Regions from separate parts of the Mus musculus genome. Here region 1 is linked to region 2. The links are chromatin contacts, called in public Micro-C maps. All regions are on one chromosome and are shown on one strand. Each heading gives the region's core, a stretch centred on a gene start, on an enhancer-like site or on the middle of the called end of the contact. The rest is flanking DNA. Distances are from core to core; before and after follow the strand shown.

Region 1 (5,119 bases), core at 1,993-4,492, 330 kb after region 2:
AGGGAGGGAGAAAGAAGAAAGGAGGGAGGTGAAGGAAGAGGGAAAGAAGACAGCAAGGGAGGTAAGTTGATGCTAGCCAATAATAAATACTACTGAAATCTAATAGTATCTAAAAATACGAAAAAACCAATGGTGAAAGGCAGGCGCAGTGGCCTCTTCAGACCAGCCAGGACTATAGAGCAAGAGGAGTCTGTCTCAAAAGAGCCCAAGCAAAGCAAAGCAAAGCAAAGCAAAGCAAAGCAAAGCAAAGCAAAGCAAAGCAAAGCAAAGCAAAGCAAAGCAAAGCAAAGCAAAGCAAAACAAAACGGCATACTAGACAATCTCTAAATGCTAAGGGAAAGGCAGAATGAGAGTCAGGAAAGTCTGTTTGGTTTCAGACCCCGGGGACAAGGGACTGAAATATTTTTATATTTTACATACCAAGGCAGACCTGGCTTCCAGGTTCTCCCAGCATCCCTCAGTCCCTAACGGGCATACCCTGCCCCCAACCCTGAACTTTCCAGTCCAGGGGCTGGGCTGCTCTTCCCCCAGAGGCTCTTCCCTATATAATCCAGATGTTTTAGTCTCTCCTCTTCTCTACCCCCTTCTCTCTCCCTCCACTATCCTCCCTTCCCCCATGGTGACTTCCCTGGCCTTGGTCCTTGAGACCAGTCAAGAGCAGCTTCCCATTAATCCTGACTTTAATATAATCTAATCTGGTTTAAATTGGCTCTGTTCATCGGCAACGGAGAAGTAACCTATCCAATTCTCCCTGGAAGACTTTACGGGCTTCCCCAAGTCAGCGTTGGGGAAGTGTTCAAGCAGGAGAAAGCCCTTCTCAGAGGTGGTCTGGTTCCCTGGCCCGTAAGTGAAGACGCTTTTAGGGAAATCCCAGTCTGATTTCACTTCCCTAACCTGGGGAGGTCCCAGATTTCCAATACAAAGGAAGTTAGGGAAATGAAATCCGGCTGGGACTTGGACTTTTCTCCCGCTGTGTTTGTCATTCAAACAGATTTTAAGAAGTTGAGCCCCGGGCCTTGTGATTGTGGGCGGAGGAGGGGATGGCTAGGGCGAACTGGAAAAGCCCCAGGGACTATAAAGGAGTCAGACTTGGGAGGTTGTGGATCACCGGGAAAGCGCTTCCCTGGTGAACAGCTGAATCTGACTCCGCTTGATGTGATTTTTCCTCTGCAGAAAACTTGCCCTAAAGCTGAGTAAGACGCACAATAGCTTGCTTTTTGAAAATGCTGTTTTCTGTCTGGGCCATTTATGGGTATATTGGTGTCCTCTCTAAGGACTTCTAGACTGCTCGGTTTTCCAAAGGTCATTAACATTATTTAAATATTCATCGCGGGGGAGGGGACGACAGACTGAAATTTCAGACCTCTCTGAAATGAGGGATGGCTGGCCACCTGCCTAATGGAGTCAAACCCTGAGCCTCAGCTGCTCCCTTCCCCAACTCTGGCATTGTTAACAGACACGCTTTGACACCAGAAGCCACCGACCGACCGCTGCACAGCCACAGCAGCCTGAAAGATGTACAAACCAAAGATTTTCCAGAATATCTCTCTACCTGCATCTCAGCCTTTGGACCACATTAAACTCTTATTATAGCTAAGAAACACTTCCCAGCCAATCCCTCTATGTTCGCTCTAACCAAGGGCCAGTCAGGGCTTTCTCCCACACATACTTCCACACGCACTCATACACATACACACACACACACACACACACACACACACACACACACACACACACACATATATATATATATATATATATATATATATATATATATATATATATATATGTATATATATATATATATATGTATATACATGCGGCAACGCCTTCACAGACACCCACCCATGCACTAACTCAGACACGCGGCGCCCTCCCCAGTTAGGAAACATTCTCTTGCCACCTCTCCCATCACTTCGGTTTCTCCATTCATTCATGCAGGCATACATACATACATGCATTCATTCACCATTTCTTAGGGCTCATGTTCTGTTCCAGCTACCAAGAGGAGGTATGGGTGGATGGGGAGGAGCAATGAAAACGGAGGGCGGACCACCGGCCTGGAGTGGGGCGGGCCCGGATGGGTGGGCGGGGCTCCCGGGTGCCAGGCGAGCCCAGAGGCTGCTGCTCTTGGCAGATGCGCTGGCCCCAGGTTGGGGCTGTGCCGCGCCTTTCCCTGGACGTTGGGAGCAGCAGGCGGCAGCCGCACCACGCTGGAGCGGAGCCGGAGTACTGCGCCCTCGGAACTGGCGCCTAGAGGTGGGTGTTCAAGTTGGGGCGTGGCGGTTCGGAACTCGGGCTAGAGCGCTCTCCGGCACTGGGAAAAGGTGGATTGTGAGGGTCTTCAAGTCTGTGTCTAGTGGATCCTGTCTGGGAAGCTATTCGAGCTAGAAAGGTCCTTATGCCTTTGAATTTTTTAGGTTTAGGGCATGGCCGGGCTTATTCAATACTTACATATGCTTTAAAAAATAAACAGCCCCACCTTCCGCCGAGATATACAGGAAAAACGGTGAAATCAAATGTGGCTGTGCAAAAGAGCCAGTAGAGGTAGACGAAGCCACCGAGGTCAGTTAGCCAAAAACTCCTGCCTGCTGGGGTGGCAGTGCTGGCGGCATCTTTAGAAGTCTATAGCTTTGCAAGGAAACTGAGGCCTAGGGTGCTCAGCCGGAGCACTTTTGGACTGGAGTCTAGGCTGCTGAACTTCTTAGCTGATGGAGGAAGCAACGGTTCTGAAGGTCAGGAAGGTTGGAGGGTGGGGGCTCGAGGTGAGCAGGATCGTCTGTCCTGAGGCTCGGCATTGAGGAGTTCGAACTGGGGTTTCATCTCCAGTGAAGCCCGGTTGAGAATCTGCGAATACTTTGAGGGGAATTTTAGGAGCAGGTCGCAGAGGAAAGTGCCACCTTTAAAGTCCGTAGAGGAGGCACGCTGGCAAAGATAAGAGCGGAGAGACTCTGGCAGCCCTGGGAAATTCTAGAGAAAGCCAGTGGATTAGAAGAGACCGAAACGAAGCCCGTGAGAACGGGAACCCTCACTGGAGAGCAGTGGCGCAGGTGGCCGGATGAGAGCGGGTGAGGGTCGGAGCAGCCAGTGATGAGCCAACCGGGCTGGGCTAGCAGCTGGGTCGCCGAGCTACACAGCACAGATGAACACACTACTACTCACTAGGCCCGACAATCCATCATCCCAAGCATGTGTGAAAAGGATGACAGTGGGTTCTCTCCTCAGACCCGGTAGCGTTTGTCCCCAGAGATTGCATACTGGGGACTTTGACAAATCAGCACCTTCCCCCGTGTCCATTCCAAGCCCAGTGGCTATAATCCAGCAAATTTACTACTGGCGTTTGCCTTTGAAAAATTGATTTTATGTGCCGTATTGTATCTTTTGAGTCCATGAACAAGTTTTACTTCTCTCTGGAAGCTCTTTTTGTCTCAGCGCGTGCTCACAGGCGCCTGGAGGCTGAAGAGATATATATGCTATGCACCTGCCATCAACACGCCTGGGGAACCGGCTTGCCTTTGCTCTGAATTCACTTAAGCATCACTCTTGCCTTCCTGGCAGCATTTCCATTTTAACCAAACATCCTTTCTTTCTCTAAGTCTGGCGGCATTCCCGGTTTTGACCAACTAGATTTTATAGTATTATGGGAAGGAATTGATTACTTTTAACACAGATGTTCATGTTCTGATTCTACTGCTTGCTCTCCACTCTGTTTTTGATCCTTTTCTTTAAAAGAGGGGGGGGGGAGGGAGGGAGAGAGAGAGAGAAAATGAGAATCCTCTCCCTTGGAAGGGGGAACCTCAAGAGTCCTGTGGAACATGTCCCCACTCCCACCCCGAGTTAGCCGTGGCCCAGGAGCACCTGTCTAGGTCTCCATCTCTGCCCCAGTCAGAGTTCTGCACCATGGAGTTCTGTCTGGTTTCTGGGATGCTGAGGTGCAATCACGAACAGCTTGGCTGGTCTTTGAGTAGGACAAACATTTTGAAATCCCCATTATCTCATAGCTCTGGCATGACAGTTGGCGGTGTTTTCTGCCTGCGGAGTGCGGAGTGGTGTTGTCAGAATTCATTTAACTTTCATAAGTGGTTTGTTCTGACCCAGTAGCCCGAGGATCTCCAGTGAGTAAGGTGAAGCAGGCTGTCTTAACTTACTGATCAAATGACCCGGGCTGGTTGTTGTATTTCTCTAACATTCAATATTTTATTATAGGGCTAACCCATTAGCACTGTGGACCTTCTAGTTGTTGCTGATGTTGTGTGCTATCCTCATAGAGTCAGTGGGCTTTTGTAGGGAATACTGGCTCAGGCCTGTCCTCTCAGTATAGTAGAAGCAGAAACAGGAGGCTTGCCAAAGGACTTTGAGTTCCAGGTCAGCCTGAGCTACAGAATTGACCCTATCTTGGGGAGGGGGGCGGGGCGTATGCCTTTAATGACAACACTCAGAAGTAGATAGATTTCTGTGAGGATGAGGGCAGCCTGCTTTACATAGTGAGTCTCAGGTCAGCCAGGGCGACAGAGAGAGAGACCCTGTCTCAAAAAGTCGCCAACCACACATTTTTTAAAATGAAAATTAATGGGCTCTTAAAATACTCATGGCCCAGATTTCTATCACAGTTGTCATTAGTCACCTCTGCTTACTAGGGTAATGAGAAGTTTAAATAAAGGTGAAATTGAATTTGGATGAAGGTTGGGTTAAGAGATTTTTAATAGTTGGAACAGGAGCATTGCTGTTTGCTGTCTGGTTCCTTGCTTGAAATACATTTCCACATATTACAATGTTAGCAGAACTGATGCTGTGACCCCAGTCGGCTCCTAGAATGACTGTTTCTTTGATGTGAAAAACAAGAGTCACCGATGTGATTAGATAACTGGATGGGTTCTGTGCCAGCCACTGGTACTTGGAAGAGACTGCTTAATGTATGTATGGAGTTCAACAATTTTAGTAAGTTTTGATAGGAAATGTTTTGTTTATGCTTACAAACCCAACACCCAAAGGCAGATTTTCTATAAAGCGAAAGCAAGCAAGAAAGAGAGGGTTTTTAAAAAAGATGCCTAACGACATCCTGTGTGCTCATAGTTTATTGCTCAGCAGTCTACAAAGATGCTTCCTTCTGCAGCAGATG
Region 2 (5,780 bases), core at 1,190-3,689:
TAATAAAGGTTCCCATAAAACAGACTGTTGAGAAGGATCCGGCGTGGATTCAGAACTCTTCAGCTGGGGAAAGGTACTGATGAAGAGAAAGAAGAGAGATGAAGACTGAATAAACTGCTGTTAGAAGGACTGGTGGTCGCATCGTTCTTGCTGGTCGAGAGCGGACGCGACAATTGGTGGCCTGTACGGGGAACCGACTCCCCCACCGAGTTCAGAACTTTCAGCAGTCAGTGGTTGCCGGCAGGGTAAGTTCATGGACCAGACGGAACCTCTTTGGGTGCCGGAGAGATTGGTGAGACGCTACAAGAATGAGGCTCCTGATCCAGTTGCCCCTGTGGATGTGGTGGATGATCCCACAAGCACAAAGGATGGAGCCGAGATGAGAGATCCTTTCGGTGTTCCAGAAGCGCCAATACCAGCTCGACATGACATTCAAATTTTTCCACGCTTTTTGATCCCTGAATTTCCCTTAAAGAGATAGCCCCTCTGGCTATCTATCCCTTGCTTCAGGGAAGATGAGCAGGGATGAGAGCCCTGGGATGTATGCTTGTTATAGTGTGTGTGTGTTTTGTGTTTGGCACATGTGTTAGGTGCAGAGTGTGCGGGTCCGCACTTTCGCCATGGTAGCGTAGGCTTTTGCTGCAGTGGAGGCGGGACAATCTCCTCAGATTCGGTTTGCCGCTCTAAAAGAAATTATGCTGCGTTATGCCATGGGTTGCGAGGCTAAGCACTGCACAGAGGATAGCTTGCTGTTGGCATCCTGTGGAAGGCACGTCTGATTGCATGAAGGTTCAGTGTCCTAGTTCCCTTCCCCCAGGAAAAACGACACAGGAGCTGGCCAAGACCTCTCTGGGTGATGAGCCTAAGGGATGGTTTTGTGTAGGGCCCCTATGCTTGCACACTGGGGATCAGACCTCTACCTTCACCCATGAGGCTTGCTTGCAGCAATTAAGATCTGGCCATAGGTTAAGTAACATCCTGGCCTTTTGATGCACCTGCTGCAAGCAAAACACAATCTCCCCAGGAGTGGCTTGGCATGATTGAGAGGTAGTCAGTGATAAGACTCCCTGGGCATGTCACCAACCTAAGACAGGGATCAAACCAATGCTGTTTGTCACCCAAGGACGGGTAAGGGGCATGGCTGCGGGGGGCTTTCTACAGACATTCTCTCTGCCAAAAAAGAAAAAAGGGGGAATTGTGGGGAGCGGGTGTGGCGGCAGTCCCAAAGGCGCCAGGGACTGCAGCTAAGTCATATGACTTGCACCTGACTTCCTCATATAAGACACAAACATCTTGAGTGCTGCGCAGGTGTACCAGGATACAGGTGAATCCAATTTGGTGGAGATTTGCCCCTGCTGCCCTGATTAGCTGAAGCTGCGTGCCTGGTGAGGTGGCGTGGCCTGCTGTGCGTGGATGGGAACTGAGAGTATAAAAGAGTGAGAGGCCCAGGGTTCGGGGGAGATATAAAAACAAGGGAGATATATAAACAAGGGAGATATAAAAACAAGGGAGATATAAAAACAAGGGAGATATATAAACAAGGGAGATATAAACAGGGGAGATATAAACAGGGGAGATATATAAACAAGGGAGATATAAAAACAAGGGAGATATAAACAAGGGAGATATAAAAACAAGGGAGATATAAAAACAAGGGAGATATAAAAACAAGGGAGATATAAACAGGGGAGATATAAAAACAAGGGAGATATAAAAACAAGGGAGATATAAACAAGGAAGATATAAACAAGGGAGATATATGGAGAAAGAAGAAACAGGACTGAATAAATGTGTGCAGAAGGATCCTGTAGCAGCGTCGTTCTTCCTGGCCTGTTGGGCGCGCGCAACAGCCCACCACTCACACAGTTTTTTTTTCCAACACTCTGAGACGACTTCAGCTTTAGGAAAAAACTCAGACATTTGTCATTCGAAATTCTTGACTCTTCCCTGCTTTACCCACTAGCTGGGGCCTTTCATCTGGGCTGTGAAATACTATGATAGATTTCTTTATTCCTTCTCCCACTTTTTTTTTTTCTTGAGGAAAGGAGAATGCTCGTGTTTTCTAAACCATTGCATCTCTGAGTTGAGAAGAAAGTGTTTGTTGCTTGTGAAAAATTAGCCAGTGGCTTAGCATGGTGTGCGTGTGTGTATGTGTGTGTGTGTGTGTGTGTGTGTGTCTTTGTGATCAACCAAGGGTCTTGGGAGGAGTAAGTGAATCCAAGTAGGAAGAAATGGGCAGAAAGAGGGAGAGGGAAGTTGACCTATCAGGGGAGTTAGTGCACCAAATAGATTTTAGGGGACTGGGATGGGGGGCAGGGGACTGACAGTTTGGAGTCGCCCATGAACAGGACTAATTCTAGATGCAGAGCTCAGCCTGTTCACCAGCAATTTTCTGTGGGTCTCAGGAAGTCAGAATATAAGTGACACTATCTGGCAACCAGGAGGTGGCAGTAGAGGTCACCGCAAAGGGTCACACTTGGACTGTCATAAAAGACTGAGCTTTGTGCTGGCTAGTTTTACGCTACAAGCTAAAGTAATCTCAAAGGAAGGGACTTTCATGTGAGAAAATGCCTTCATAAGATTGGGCTGTAGGCAAGCCTGTAGGGCATTTTCTTAATTAGTGACTGATGGAGGAGGGCCCAGGGGAGGAAGGTGGTACTACCTCTGGGCTGATGGTCTTGGTTCTATAAGAAAGCAGGCTGAGCAAGCCAGGAGGACAAGCCAGGAAGCAGCACTCCTCCCAGGCCTCTAGGTCCCTTCCCTGCTTGAGTCTCTGCCCTGACTTCCTTTAATGATGGACTAAGATGTGGAAGCGTAAGCTAAGTAAACCCTTTCCTGCCTCAGATTGCTTTGTCCATGGTGTTTCATCACCACAGTAGCAACCCTAAAAGAAACAGAAATTGGTATCAGAATCATGGGAAGTTGCTGTGATAGGCCTGACTATGTTGTTTTGGAGGGTTGTGGAAGGACTTTGGAACTTTGGGCTAGAAAAGCCATTGAGTGTTGAGAGCTCTGGGCTATTCTGTAGGAGCTTGGATGGTAAGACTGTTGAGAGCCGTGCCGAACATGGAGGCCTGGCTTGTGAGGTTGCAGAGGAATGCAAAGACTCTACCAGGTCATTTGCCTGAAGACTCTGTAGTTCTGGTTAGCTGGGGCTGAAGAATCTGCTGTGGTTAACAAGATACCAGAAACACAAACCCGTGGTTTGCTGGGACAATGGATATGGATGAGCTGGGGCTGAAGACTCAGCTCTGAGTAAGAGACCAACATCATTAAGATGATAAGCTTTGTCTCAGACACAGCCAAGGTTGGCCTTCATGCTGGCAGCTGAACTTTGTAATGTGCAAGACTCAACCAGGCGGTATTGTTGGTGAAGGCATAGAGGGGTCACGGAGAGCAGCTAAGGCTTGGCACCATGAAGCAAGCCCAGGAGAGGTTATTGGTGAAACCCAATTGCAGCGGAATTGGTGAAACCCAATTGCAGCGGAAGACCCCAGCATTTGGAGATGCCAATACCATAGGATGATCATCAAGAAGAGCTGCAGCGGTGGAGTGGAGCCGGCCTGAGCTCAGAAGACAAGCTGTGTGTGCTGTAGAGCCAGAGAAGTGACCTGAGCCCATTAGACATTTTGTTATTTACACAGTTGGAGTTTGGTTTTGCTTTGTTGAGGTTGTAGCTGCCCTCCTGGTTCTTCCTCTTTGGAGTAAGAAAGCATTTAAGATACTTATTATTTTACAGCAGCCCATAGTTGAGAGATTTTTAACTTTTAAAGAAATTTTGGAATTTTACAAATTCTTTGGATTTCAAAACAGAATTTGGGTATTTTAAGAGACTTCAACCTTGCCGGGTGTGGTGGCTCACACCTTTAATCCCAGCACTTGGAAGGCAGAGGCAGGCGGATTTCTGAGTTCGAGGCCAGCCTGGTCTACAGAGTGAGTTCCAGAATAGCCAGGGCTGCACAGAGAAACCCTGTCTCGAAAAACCAAAACCAAAACCAAAAAAAAAAAAAAAAAAAAAAAGAAAAAAGAAAAAAGAAAAAAGGAGACTTCGACCTTTTTGTATGAAATTTTAAAGATTGGGATTTTTAAAGCTTGAAATGTTTTATATTGTAATGTTCGTAGTAACGTGTGATCTTGGGGGTGAATGGGACAAGAAAGGTTGTGGCTCAACAGTGATGTGCTTGTGTGCTGTGCTGCTTAGTGTATGTCAACTTGACATAAGCTGAAGTCATTTAGAGGAGGGAATGTCATTTAAAAATGCTTCCATACATCGTTCAAGAGAGCAGGCCATGCACCTTGCCTGGGTGGCACAGTCGAGCTGACCCTGGTGTTGGGGGCAGGGTGAGCTGGCCCTGGGGATATGAGCACAGGAGAGTTGGCCCTGCAATTCCTCTGTTGTGTGGAGGCATGGGTGAGGGAGAGATCATCTCCCTTCCTTGCCCCTCTGGCTGCAGCACTTGAGGGAGCAGCCTGCCCTGCCACTGGGCAGTGCAGTAGAGCTGGCCCTGTTGACATGGGTGAGAGGAGGCCAGCCCTGAGGGAGAGCTAGCCCTGCCCCTTGCAGGCTGAGGCATCAGGTGAGCTAGCCTGGTCAGTTCAGGAAAAAACACTGGTGATGTGGATGCAGGAGATCTGGCAGGCTGGTGAACTCAGCTACCACCCAGGTCTAGATCCGGGGCTTTGAGTTGGCCCACCCCAACAGCTACCCAATCTATGAAGTGCTGGAGAATATGAAGGGATCAGTCCTGCAGATACAAAAATGCAGGATTCCCATGACACAAGGCAACAACAGAATATTTTAGAGGAGTCCCAGAGAGGATCCAGTATTGATAGAGTAGCAGAAACCAGAGCCTTGAACCAGACTCATTACAATGAACATTTGCAAGTAAAGATGTGTAGACAAAAGAGTATGCTGTGTGAGACACTACAGCTTCCATAACAAGATTTTAAAAAAAAATCTTCTTTATTTCCTTTTTGGGGATTGAGGAGGAGGTTGCAAAAATGGAGGGCAGATATGAAGGGATGGGAAGATGAGTGGGATTCGCTTACATGATGTGAAACTCACAGAGTCAAAAAGTTAAAAAAAGATGCCTCTCCAAAAAAGAATGCTTCCATAAGATGGGGCTGTAGGCAAGCCTTTAAGGCATTTTATTAATCAGTGATTGATGTGGGAGGGACCAGTCCGTTGTGGGTGGGACCATCCCTGCACTGGTGGTTCTGGGTTCTATAAGACAGCAAGCTGAGCTAGCCAGAGTGAGCAAGCCAGTAAGCAGAGCATCTCCATAGCCTCTGCCTCAGCTCCTGCCTTCCAGTTCCTGTCCTAGCTTCCTTCAATAGTGGACTAAAACATGGAACTATAAGACAAGTAAGCCCATTCTTCCCAAGTTGCTTGGCATGGTGTTTCATCACAACTATAGAAACTCTAACTAAAACTAGATTGTAGAGTAGTTTTGGGGTGGCCTTGGCAGGTTCTGATGATAGTAGAAGAGGTCTCATAAATGGGGCCAAGGCATTTTGGCTTAATCTGTAGGCAAATAAAATGCTATTTACTAAAAGAAGAACTAGGCTTGGGAGGGAGAAGCACGTAGGGCTTAGAATAAGAAAGTTTGAGTCACTTAATGGACACCCAGATGCTAATGTCTGGGAAGGGCTTGGTCCTCTGAATGATGTTCAAGAAGATTAAGGAATTAAATTAGGGAGTCTCCATGGCAATTGAGATCCTTTCGCTATTCTAAATGATGGCAGTCTAAGCGATGTAGAGACAGAGATAAGATTCAAAC

What was found. Hi-C and Micro-C count contacts between places; a contact is called where the count stands out from the background.
Region 1: a contact with region 2 is called in a Micro-C map of the HL-1 cell line, with 2.0 times the contacts expected there. The contact joins two enhancer-like sites. A contact is called at or near these places in 2 of 484 Hi-C or Micro-C datasets (the HL-1 cell line and myocytes) and 1 of 9 other capture datasets (adipose tissue).

Annotation. Positions count from the first base shown.
Region 1 is chr4:57,780,064-57,785,182 of GRCm38.p6, forward strand. The region is part of intron 7 of Pakap (paralemmin A kinase anchor protein); the gene reads left to right. Among named protein-coding and RNA genes, the nearest start is that of Gm35099, 27 kb to the left of the region's middle. Within about 2 kb of position 3,243, at least 213 of the 459 cell types and tissues checked have an H3K27ac peak or open chromatin away from gene starts, as enhancers often do. A contact at or near this core is called in the HL-1 cell line, where this site is marked.
Region 2 is chr4:57,449,617-57,455,396 of GRCm38.p6, forward strand. It overlaps a transcript of Pakap not described here. Among named protein-coding and RNA genes, the nearest start is that of 1700042G15Rik, 88 kb to the left of the region's middle. Within about 2 kb of position 2,440, at least 13 of the 459 cell types and tissues checked have an H3K27ac peak or open chromatin away from gene starts, as enhancers often do. A contact at or near this core is called in the HL-1 cell line, where this site is marked.